Linked DNA regions of Sus scrofa: region 1 is linked to region 2. A link is a contact called in public Hi-C data. All regions are on one chromosome and are shown on one strand. Each heading gives the region's core, a stretch centred on a gene start, on an enhancer-like site or on the middle of the called end of the contact. The rest is flanking DNA. Distances are from core to core; before and after follow the strand shown. Region 1 holds the start of RNF144A (E3 ubiquitin-protein ligase RNF144A). Region 2 overlaps RNF144A (E3 ubiquitin-protein ligase RNF144A).

Region 1 (4,489 bases), core at 323-2,822, 45 kb before region 2:
ACACAGACACACGCATCCCCGGGGAAGCACGTACAAGTCTCAATGGCACAGGTGGGTAAGAGGCTGGTGTGTGCACCTCATCACTCCCGGGGCAGCCTCAGCTGTTTCCTCCCCACTTGACTCCCAATGTCCCTGCTTACCACAGAAACATCTGCATCTCAGCACGGACCCATTTATCACCTTCCCTGTGTGTCTGCTGCCATCCTCTCATTCATTCATAGAATCACTCATTCACAAGGAGTATCACACCCCTACCTCCCAGGTACCACAAGCAGAGGATGGGGCGGGGGTGGGGCTTATATTTTCTGTGAAGCTTAGGCCTTTCTGCAGAACTATTGTCATTTTCAAGTGCTGGTAAGATTCTTTCCATTGTGCCTTTTGCTTGAATGATGACATTTGCACAAAGAATTTGACAGAGGCATCAGAAATGCTCATTCATATTTGGGGGAGGGAAATATTTACCAGAATAACTGCTCAATGTAGAGGAGATGGATTTGTGATTTTTTTTTTTTAAAGATGTATATGCAGTAGAGGAAGACAAATTATGCAGAATGTCAAGACAGTTAGGAATCTTGTTTAATTGGGGGAAAATGAGACAGGGAACAGCTAAGGGTGATGGAGTGAATCCTGAACATTTTCCAGTTACGTCGATACTTCTTTATGCATATCTGCCTTACTGAATCCCTGCCAAGATCTGCATTTTTCAGATAAGAAAATGGAAGCACAACAAAGTTAAGTAACTTAAGGTCACGCGGCTGGTAGGTGATGCATCAGAATTCAGAGGCGAGGCTGTGGAGGGAGGGCGCCGAGGAAGGGACCTGTGATGTGGGTTTCCCCTCACTTCTGCAGAAAAGAGCGTCTCCTTTGAAGAAAGCATTCTTCATACACACCGGTTATTTCTGTTCAACTCTGCATGCCTGAGACACATGATTTAGCGCTTGGGTAACTTCTACCAGAGGGAGTGGCAAAGATAAATCTTACAGGAAAATTCTACCTTCAAAGATCTTGGACTCTAACAAGCTGGGAACCCTAAGAATAGGAAAGAAATTGCTGTGCCAGGAACTCTGGAATCCACAGAACGGAGGGACTGCCAAGTTGCCCCCTCTCCTCCATCCTTCAAAGCGATGAGGGAGTGGGGCAGAAAGACATGTGACGCTGGCACAGCAAGGCCCTCAGCCTTCATCGCGAGGTCCTCACATGCCAGGGCATCAGGCCGAGGTTCTAGGGGGCCCGATCTGGTCGGTGGCAGGACTGGAGCCCTGGCCTCCTGCGCAGCCGGAGAGGGTTTCTACCGCCGGCCAAGCGTGTTTGGGGCTCACCCACTACTCTCCGAGCTGGCTCATCTTGAGGCCCCGGAGCATCCGCCTCAGGGACGGTCTTCTGGCCGCCGCCGGACGAGGCGCCTCGTGATCCCCTGGGCGGCGTGGGCCCCGTGGTCCTCGGTGGGCGAGCGGGAGTCCCCGGGCCTGCGCGGCCGAGGGCGGGGCGCGGCGGGCGGGCGGGCTGGCGGCAGGGGGCGCTGCGCGCCGGGCGGGGGCGCTCGGGCCGAGCCTCTGCGCCCCGCGTCTTTGTGCCGCTCGCGCCGCCGCCCACTCTCCCCCCGCGGGCGGTGCGCCCCGGCTGGAGGGCGGGCGGGAATAAAGGGCGGCTCCGGGCAGGGCGGCGCGGGCGGCCCACTTGCAGCGCGGACCCAGGCACCCGACCGCGGACCTCGGCGCGGAGCTCGGAGCCCCGCCCGCGGCCGAGCAGGAGCGGCGGCCCCGGGGCCCCAGCCGCGCGGGACCAGGTGGGTGTCGCGCGTCCCCTTTGTGTCCGTCTCGCGGGAGCTGGGCGCGGCCGAGGGGCCCGGTGGAGGTGGCGGTGCCGAGCCGGCTTCGGGCGCGGGGATCGGGCGGGGGCGATGGCGGGTCCGTGCCAGGGGCGCCACCCTGGCCTTGCCCCTCGGTGGCCCCAGGGCCGAGGACACGTTGGCTCTGCATCGGCATGTGCCCGCGCCCCGGCCCGTCAGGGGGAAGAGGTGGCGGGCGGGGACGGCTCTGGGTTGGGGGCTGCAGGACTCATGCCCAGTTCCAGGAGGTCTGGCGAGGGCGACCTGCTGGGGAGCGGGGAGGCGGCCAAAGGTCAGCCTGGTGGAGTGGGCGGGTGCCCTGTGAGCTCGGCGGTGCATGTCCAGATGCCCAGTGACCTCAGTGGCCCGCCTCCCTGCTTCCCAAACCGTCCTCTCCCAAGGGGTGCGCAGAAACTTCCTTGTTGGTCTAAGCACCCCACCAGCAGGCAGTGATGCCCCGACTCCCCTGCACCATCCCGGGCACCCAGCCCTGGGAACTCGTGCGAGCCGGGAGCCGTAGGGTCAGGCATGGGGAGAAAGGGGTTACTTTCTGTACCCTGATGGTCTCCATAGGCAGGTCTTAGGGTGATTGGTCACGACAAAAGTTCTCTCTCTGCCCTCTTCCCAGTGAAGAAGAAGAATAATAAACCCACTAGAAAAATATCCCACAGTTGCCTTGTGCCAGGCCTAAGGTGGGGAAGGCGGCCCAGGGAATCCTGCTGACCCTTGGGGAGGGAGCTCTGGTCTCTGAGCCAGGAACAGACCCCACTTGGTCTTGCTCTCAATTGTTGTGGGAAGGAAGCGCTTTCCTAGGAGGGGGGCCTGGGGATCTAATAAGGACACATTCCAGTGCACCGGCCAGGGGCAGCCGGCAGACAAGCTGTGTTGAAAAGTGTAAGATGGAAAATGAGGTGGTGCAGACCCTGCGGAGCTTGGGCGACTTCCCAGGAGGGCGAGGCCCGGAGAGGAGGGTCTGGGCTGCTGCTCAGGAGGGTGACAGAGCCATGCTTGAAGGTGGGGCGGGTTGCAGGTGGTAGAAGGAATCTGGGCAGAGGGAACTGCCCAGCAGAAGGAGGGGATGGAACTTCAGGGGTGTGCCCCGAACTTTCCCGCACTTGCAGCTCCAGTGCCCCTGGGATTGGAATCCCTCTCCTGGTACCGAGGATGACCTGGTCTTTTGAGGTTTTCTAGGGCCTTTTCAATTTTTGCTTTTCTTATTTTTTTAGAGAGTGCAAAGGAACTATGCCCAGAGTAGTCAGATGAGGGTAAATCGTGAAATTGGGCATTCCGGGCCCGCTTTAAACTCGATCCTGTTGCTCTTAGAGTCACGGATGGTTTTGGAGGAGAGTGAGCGGAGCACTGCTTTAGAGTGAAGAAGGCATGTGGAGTGTGCGGCCTTTCGTCCCAGCACGGGCTCCCACCTCCGCGCTTTATCAAAGGTCAGGCAGGGATTGAGAACCTACTGAGAAACCTGGATGGAAATGACCTCATTTTAATGGGGGGAGGGGGTAGTTTCCAGATCCAGCACAATTACAGTTGGAATCCTGTTGAAAGCTGCTCTGATTGAAATGTCAGTACCCTTGGAAGGGGAGCTGATGAAGGGTGAACTCAGGTGGGGGGAGCAGCGGGCAGAGGAACGGTGTAGTGCCCGTGGGCCCTGAAGATGGGGGTATGAAAACTGCAAGGGCACTTTCAAAGCCCTACATTCCGTAAACGTGTTCCAGTTCCCCGGGTTCACTCCTGTGTGGTCCCTGCATCCAGATTGTCACCTGAGCGTGCTGCTTGTCCTGTGGGTTGATGTGGTTTGGGAACTGGAAGGGCCCTCACACACTTTAGCTGGAGCCGCTGGCGCTCAGTGGGGGAACGTGCGGCTCAGCCAGACGGCGGGCAGGGCCAGACGCTGGGAGCCACGTCGCCTGTTTTTCCACTGTGGTTCATAATTTGGCCCTACCACCGCCTTTTGTTCCACTTTCTCCTCCCTCTTGAGAGTCTTTCTGGTGTCGAGATGGGGGAAGCCTGTCCCCGTAGCCTGTGTGCCCCAGAGCTAGCTGGTCATCATGGATCCCCAGCCGCGCCTGCCCATTGTGGCTGAGGATATTGTGGGCTTGGCAGGGAGAGGCCAGGGACCCCAGCCACACAGGGGTCGTGGCTGGCCCAGGCCTGGCATCAGCTCTCCCAGGGGTCTGCTCTTCTTTCTTTTGCACCACCCTTGAACTAGGGGAGATGGAGACGGGTCAGCTGCCCTTGGGTCTGGGGGTCTGGAGCCACTTGCCTCCGAGGTCTTAGACTCTCCAGGGCAAGGCTTCCCTCCCTGAGTTCCTGGGGTGTGGAAGGTCAAAAGCAGCCAGGAGGCTGGCAGAGAGTGGGATGCTTCAAGCCAAGGGGGGCCCTGTCTGTGTTCACTTGGCCACTTTCCTACCTTGGATATCCAAGAACCAAGCGGAAGGTTCTTCCCTTTAAGATGAGAAGAGTCATCTGAGGCCATCATTTCTGGAACCCACCACCCTCCTCTCTCCCTTGTTTCTGCATTCCTGACACACATGAGTACCTCTGCTTAAGTAGATGAAGAAATTAAATGGAAGCAACTGTCCACGTACCTGCTGGGATTTGGGCTGAAGGACAGAGCTTGTACAGCTTTTCCATCTGGCTCTGTGACCTTGG
Region 2 (4,889 bases), core at 1,755-4,254:
GTGGAGAAGGGGACTGGTGACAGGGACATGGTGACAGAGAGGCTGGTTTTCTTCTGTCTTGTGTTTGCTTCGGGCCCTTCACTGGTCCTCCCACCGCTGGTCACAGAGGGGTCTGTTCCTTCAAGTGGACAGACCGCATGCTATTTCTGTGCTGTAAATTTCCAAGCCTTCTTCCTGGCCACCTCTCCAACCACACGCTGGAATAAGAAGTGTGTTTGCAGCTATAATCAGCACACTTAAATACTAGTTAAATTCAGAGTGAATGCAAAATCCGCATGGCTCTTGACTCCGAAAGATGATAAAAATATCCTATGGCCCTGATCCCTCTGAGCCCTTTGACAACGAGGTGGCCTCTCGGAACCATTTTAAGGCTGCGGGCAGTTCCAGAATAGCCCGGAACACATGCGATGGGGCTCTGATTCGTAGAGGACGGAGTCCGACACCCAGGAGTCTTGGCTGCGGGCTGGCAAATTCCTTCCTCGCTTCTGTTTTTCTGGGACAAGTGGTGATCATTGATTTCTCTGTAAACTCTGAGGATGACAGCGCCTCCCTGAATTGCCTTGGTGTCCTCGGTGGAGTGTGTACCTGGAATAGCTGTGAAGCGGCAGAGCTAGCGCATCGGAGACACGGAGGGCAGAGGGGCCGGCAGCTCCTGCTTAATGTTCCCCACGGGGATGCCCCTCCCACTCCTGTCCTTCGTTTATGCCGTGTCTCCAGGACCACCTGGGGAGAAGTGGGGTACTGAGGTTTCTGGAGGGTTGCGGGATCATCCAAGAGTTTGGGAATTTAATCTGCCTTGGGTCTGGAGTCTGGGCCTCCTGGTCTGAGATAAGGATTCTTCCCATTTCGCTGCTGGTGTGTCTTTGAAGATGCTCCGCTTTCATCTGCCAGCACCCGGGGGCATGGGCAGCCTCAGTGAAAGGCTCTTGGAAGGTTCTCAGGTTCAGCGTCCACCCCGTCACATCCGACAGTCTCTCACTGGATACACAGAATGTGGAACCTCATACCCCATAGTCTCTCAATACATATGCACAGTACGGAAAACGGGGATACCACTGCCAAATTGTTGCTTATCTGCAGCCAGGTTGCCACTGGTGTCTCTGCCCTTTAGCTGTGGAGTAATAGTTCTAAAGCGACAAACCTCCCGTCTGTTCAGACTCCACCAGTGGCTCCCAGATCCTCTAGTGCCAAGTTCAGAGTGTACATCTGAACTTCAAGGCAGCCCCCAGCCTCCATGGAGCCTCCTGTGCTCTGACACCCTGCCACACACCCAGCCTGAGCCCCAGGGGTGAGGTCCCGGCGGTCACTCCCTCCCCTTGGCCATGTGTCTGCAGCAGGCTGGTCCTGAGAGCCAGCTCAGTGGAGGAGCCCCTTCCCTGCCCGATGTGCTTGCTTCTCTTGGAGCCCGCCCCCTCCTCCCTGTAAGCGGATTTATCCCGGGTGCCAGTGGAAGAGCTGGTGGGAAGAGCTGTGCAGCTCCTTGGCCTTGACCATGGCTAGAGGGTCATGCATTGAGTGAGGGAATGGATGAGCTGTGTTTTTAAAAATTCTTGTTTGGGATTTCTCTCTCTCTCTGTGTGTGTGTGTGTGTGTGTGTGTGTGTGTGTGTGTGTGTGTGTGTGTGTGTGTGTGTGTGCCTGGCTCTTCGGAAGCATGTGATATCGGGGAGGAAGCAGAGGGGACCTTGGCACTGGTCCTGGGCTCGGTACCTGACCTATAGAGACAGCTGGTGGCTGCGCCGAGGAGGGTGGCCACTCTCGCCCTGTACCTGGGGTTGGTCCGAGTGCTCGCAGGGGGCTCTGCAGAATGCTCCTGCACAGAGCTGGCTCTCACCTGCGTTCGTGGGATTGAATAATGCTGTGATTTCTCTGAACACTTAGACTTTCGGAGCCTTTTCAGTTCTGGGCCTCCTGTGAGACACTAGAGAACACTTAGAGGGCTGCTCAGAGAGCTGATTCTACAGATGCTTTCAATTTAAGCAAAAGCGATGTCCCTTCCTCCATTCTTTGCCGTATATGAACTGTGTCGCCCTGTGGGCACCAAAGGGGCTTCCTACCCTCTGCCCTCCCAGCACCCTATCCCGACTTGTCTGTTTTGAGCTGCTCAGTACGGGTGCTCAGCTTTTCTCCTGGGCTGAGGCCACCTAATCTCGGATGTGCTGGATGGGGGGGAAGCTGACAGATGCTCGCCCAGCAGCCGGTGGCACGGCGGGCTACCGCGGGGCACAGGCACATTTGTCCCTAGGGTGCGGGGCTCCTCCCCTGGGCCCTGCCCCTGAAAGCCCTCTGCAGGCCTCTGCTCTGAACTGCCGCTCCTGGAGAGACTGGGAAAGGTCCAGAAGGTAAAAGGGAGTGAATGAAGGACCAAGCGCAGTTAACTCGCAAGCTGCTGTGCAGAGACGGAGCACAGAGGCAGACAGACGAGTAAAGGACAAGCCTGTTCTCCTTCCATCACCCAGTTTAGGAGTAAAATGACCTGTTTCAGGTAGTGCCTGCTAAGAAGAAAGGTCCTTAGTCGTTCGTGGAGCCCTCAGCACAGACCTTGAGAGAGTGGCCGGGTAGGGAAGCGGGGGCGTCGGAGGTACTGGGGGAGTCCAGGCCCTTTGAGCATCACACAGTCAGGATGGGGCTTGCACATTAGCTGGTGACGTGGCAGCCTCTCTCCTGAATCATCGTGGCAAGTTCCTGGGACTTTCATGTGGCTTTTTGGGGCCAGGCCAAAACCCCAGTGTCCACTTTTCTGGGAAGGTCCATGTGATCAGAGCTGATTTCCCAGAGCGTCCTGGGCTGGCTGCCCCCTCCCCATCAGACCGTTGTTCCTGTGACTCTGGCCAGAAACGGTGAGGGGTGTTGCCTGCATGTTGGCACAGGTGCCCTGACTGTGGGCCTGATGCGTGTGCCTGAAGCTACGGGATTTAGAGGATTGAGTGGGCTGCGGGTCCTTGGTTTTGTCCGTGGGGGTAGGTGGTGTTACCAGACCCAGAGCCTGTCCGCGGCTGCAGGGTTAAGTCAGAGGATCTCAGACCCACAGGGCCTTGGCAGTGAATATAGGCCACATGTACAAACCGCTTTCCTTGTGGCAGTGGAATTTTCTTTTTTTCCCCAAGTCAAATCGCACATGTGATCTGAGCTGGCGTGGAGGACACAGACTCCTCTTCTCTTCGACCCTAGTCTCTCTGCAGCCCCGGGGTCCCTCCTGCCTCTGGGCCTGCCCGCCTGCCCGTGCAGACACACAGATGACAGACAAGGACAGGGGTCAGAGGCCCGGGGCCAGAGGGCCGTCCGGACACAGGCTGGCTGTCCTGTCGGGCGGGTGAGGAGGGAGGGCCCAGGCGCTGTGTCCCTCTCAGCCCACACTCCGGGCCTCGTGGGGAACATTCACCAGCCCCATGCCACCTTCATGGACCTCATCTGGGGCCTGGCAGCCTCGGGCAATCAAGAAGCTGAGGCTTCACTTTCTGTGAATTTTTATTTTATTTTTATTAGAGTATGGTTGATTTACAGTGTTGTGTCAATTTCTGCTGTACAGCATGGTGACCCAGTCCTATCTATCTATCTATCTATCTATCTATCTATCTATCTATCTATCTATTCTTTTTTTGGTCTTTTTAAGACCACACCTCTGGCTTATGGAGGTTCCCAGGCTAGGGGTCGATTTGGCACTACAGCTGCTGGCCTGTGCCATAGTCACAGCAATGCCACATCTGAGCTGCCTCTGTGACCTACACCACAAAGAAATGCTGGGTCCTTAACCCACTGAGCGAGGCCAGGAATCGAACATGCATCCTCATGGATACTAGTTGGGTTCATTACCACTCAGCCACAAGAGGAACTCTTGCAGTTAGGTTCTTAACCCACTGAGCCACAGTGGGAACTCCCAGACCTTCCTGCTCCGCAGTAGCCACACTCCAGTTGTTCAGTGGTCAGACACGCTGTCTTATTTTTTTACAGTTTTATACATCTCTGCCTATTCTCCCAAGGCCAGCTCAACTCAGCTTATACATCTTAAGCCTCTGCTTTTTGGAAGACAAATGTTAGAAGGCCGAAAGGATGAAAACGTTACTTAGAAACTGCACGTTTTCTAGAAAAAACCCGTCAGGGAGAAGTGGAGCGGGGAGGGGTCAGGGTCATGACCCGGATTGGGTATCCAGGATGCAAAGTGACCGTGGAGGGGGTGGGGCTGAGATCAAGGTCTAGAGCAGAGGGCACCTGGGTGCTTTACTTTAGCTGGTGGCTGGCCTCCCTGAATTCTGCTCGAGCCACCGTGGGGCTCAGTCACGTTCCCCGACCGCTCTCTTCCTCCTGGGGGCACGAAAGTGAGATGCTCCCATGGAGGTGCCCCACCCCCACCGTGGGAGGTCAGGGCCCCTGACCCGTGGAGAGGGTGCTGCTGCAGCTGGGCCATGGCTCTGGGCCAGGTGTGCCATCGCATGCAGCCCAAGTGTCCTGGGCTGGAATCGGGGAGCCTTTGGGTCCAGCCTCTGGATCTTAGGACCCTGAAATTTTCGCACGGCTCACCCAGTGCCAAATCTGGGGTTGCCAGGAGCAGGAAAAGGTGGGAAGGAAGAGGCGGGATTGAAATCTGGAATGGAACGTGGGAGGGCCACACGTCTGCAGGGTTGTTTCCCTGCCTCTATCTGCAGGCTCCCTTCCAGGCTGGAGAACGGCGGCTGGATCAGCCCACAGAGCCCCAAGTCCTGTGGGTGCCCCACCACCTGTGAGGCACCAAATAGGTCTTTGAGCTCCCCGTCCTGCCAGCGCGGAGGTCACAGACTTTCCTCCCAGCCACATCCTCCCCAACCCTTCGCTTCCCGCCACCTTCCCAGCCCTCACACTCTGTGATGCTGAGAAGTTTCCCTTTAGCGATGTGGAGCGTATCGCTCATATTTG

What was found. Hi-C and Micro-C count contacts between places; a contact is called where the count stands out from the background.
Region 1: a Hi-C map of skeletal muscle shows a contact between it and region 2, with 1.6 times the contacts expected there. The contact joins the promoter of RNF144A here to the enhancer-like site in region 2. A contact is called at or near these places in 2 of 5 promoter capture datasets (fetal liver and liver), 13 of 47 Hi-C or Micro-C datasets (alveolar macrophages, fetal heart ventricle, fetal liver and 6 more) and 1 of 2 datasets of contacts at active chromatin or transcription factors (skeletal muscle).

What each region holds. Positions count from the first base shown.
Region 1 is chr3:128,864,186-128,868,674 of Sscrofa11.1, reverse strand. RNF144A (E3 ubiquitin-protein ligase RNF144A) reads left to right here and starts at 1,572. Exons shown (of 11, transcript XM_021087902.1): 1 at 1,572-1,786.
Region 2 is chr3:128,819,821-128,824,709 of Sscrofa11.1, reverse strand. The region is part of intron 3 of RNF144A (E3 ubiquitin-protein ligase RNF144A); the gene reads left to right. Among named protein-coding and RNA genes, the nearest start is that of RNF144A, 45 kb to the left of the region's middle. Within about 2 kb of position 3,004, at least 10 of the 83 cell types and tissues checked have an H3K27ac peak or open chromatin away from gene starts, as enhancers often do. A contact at or near this core is called in fetal liver, liver, omental adipose tissue and 2 more, where this site is marked.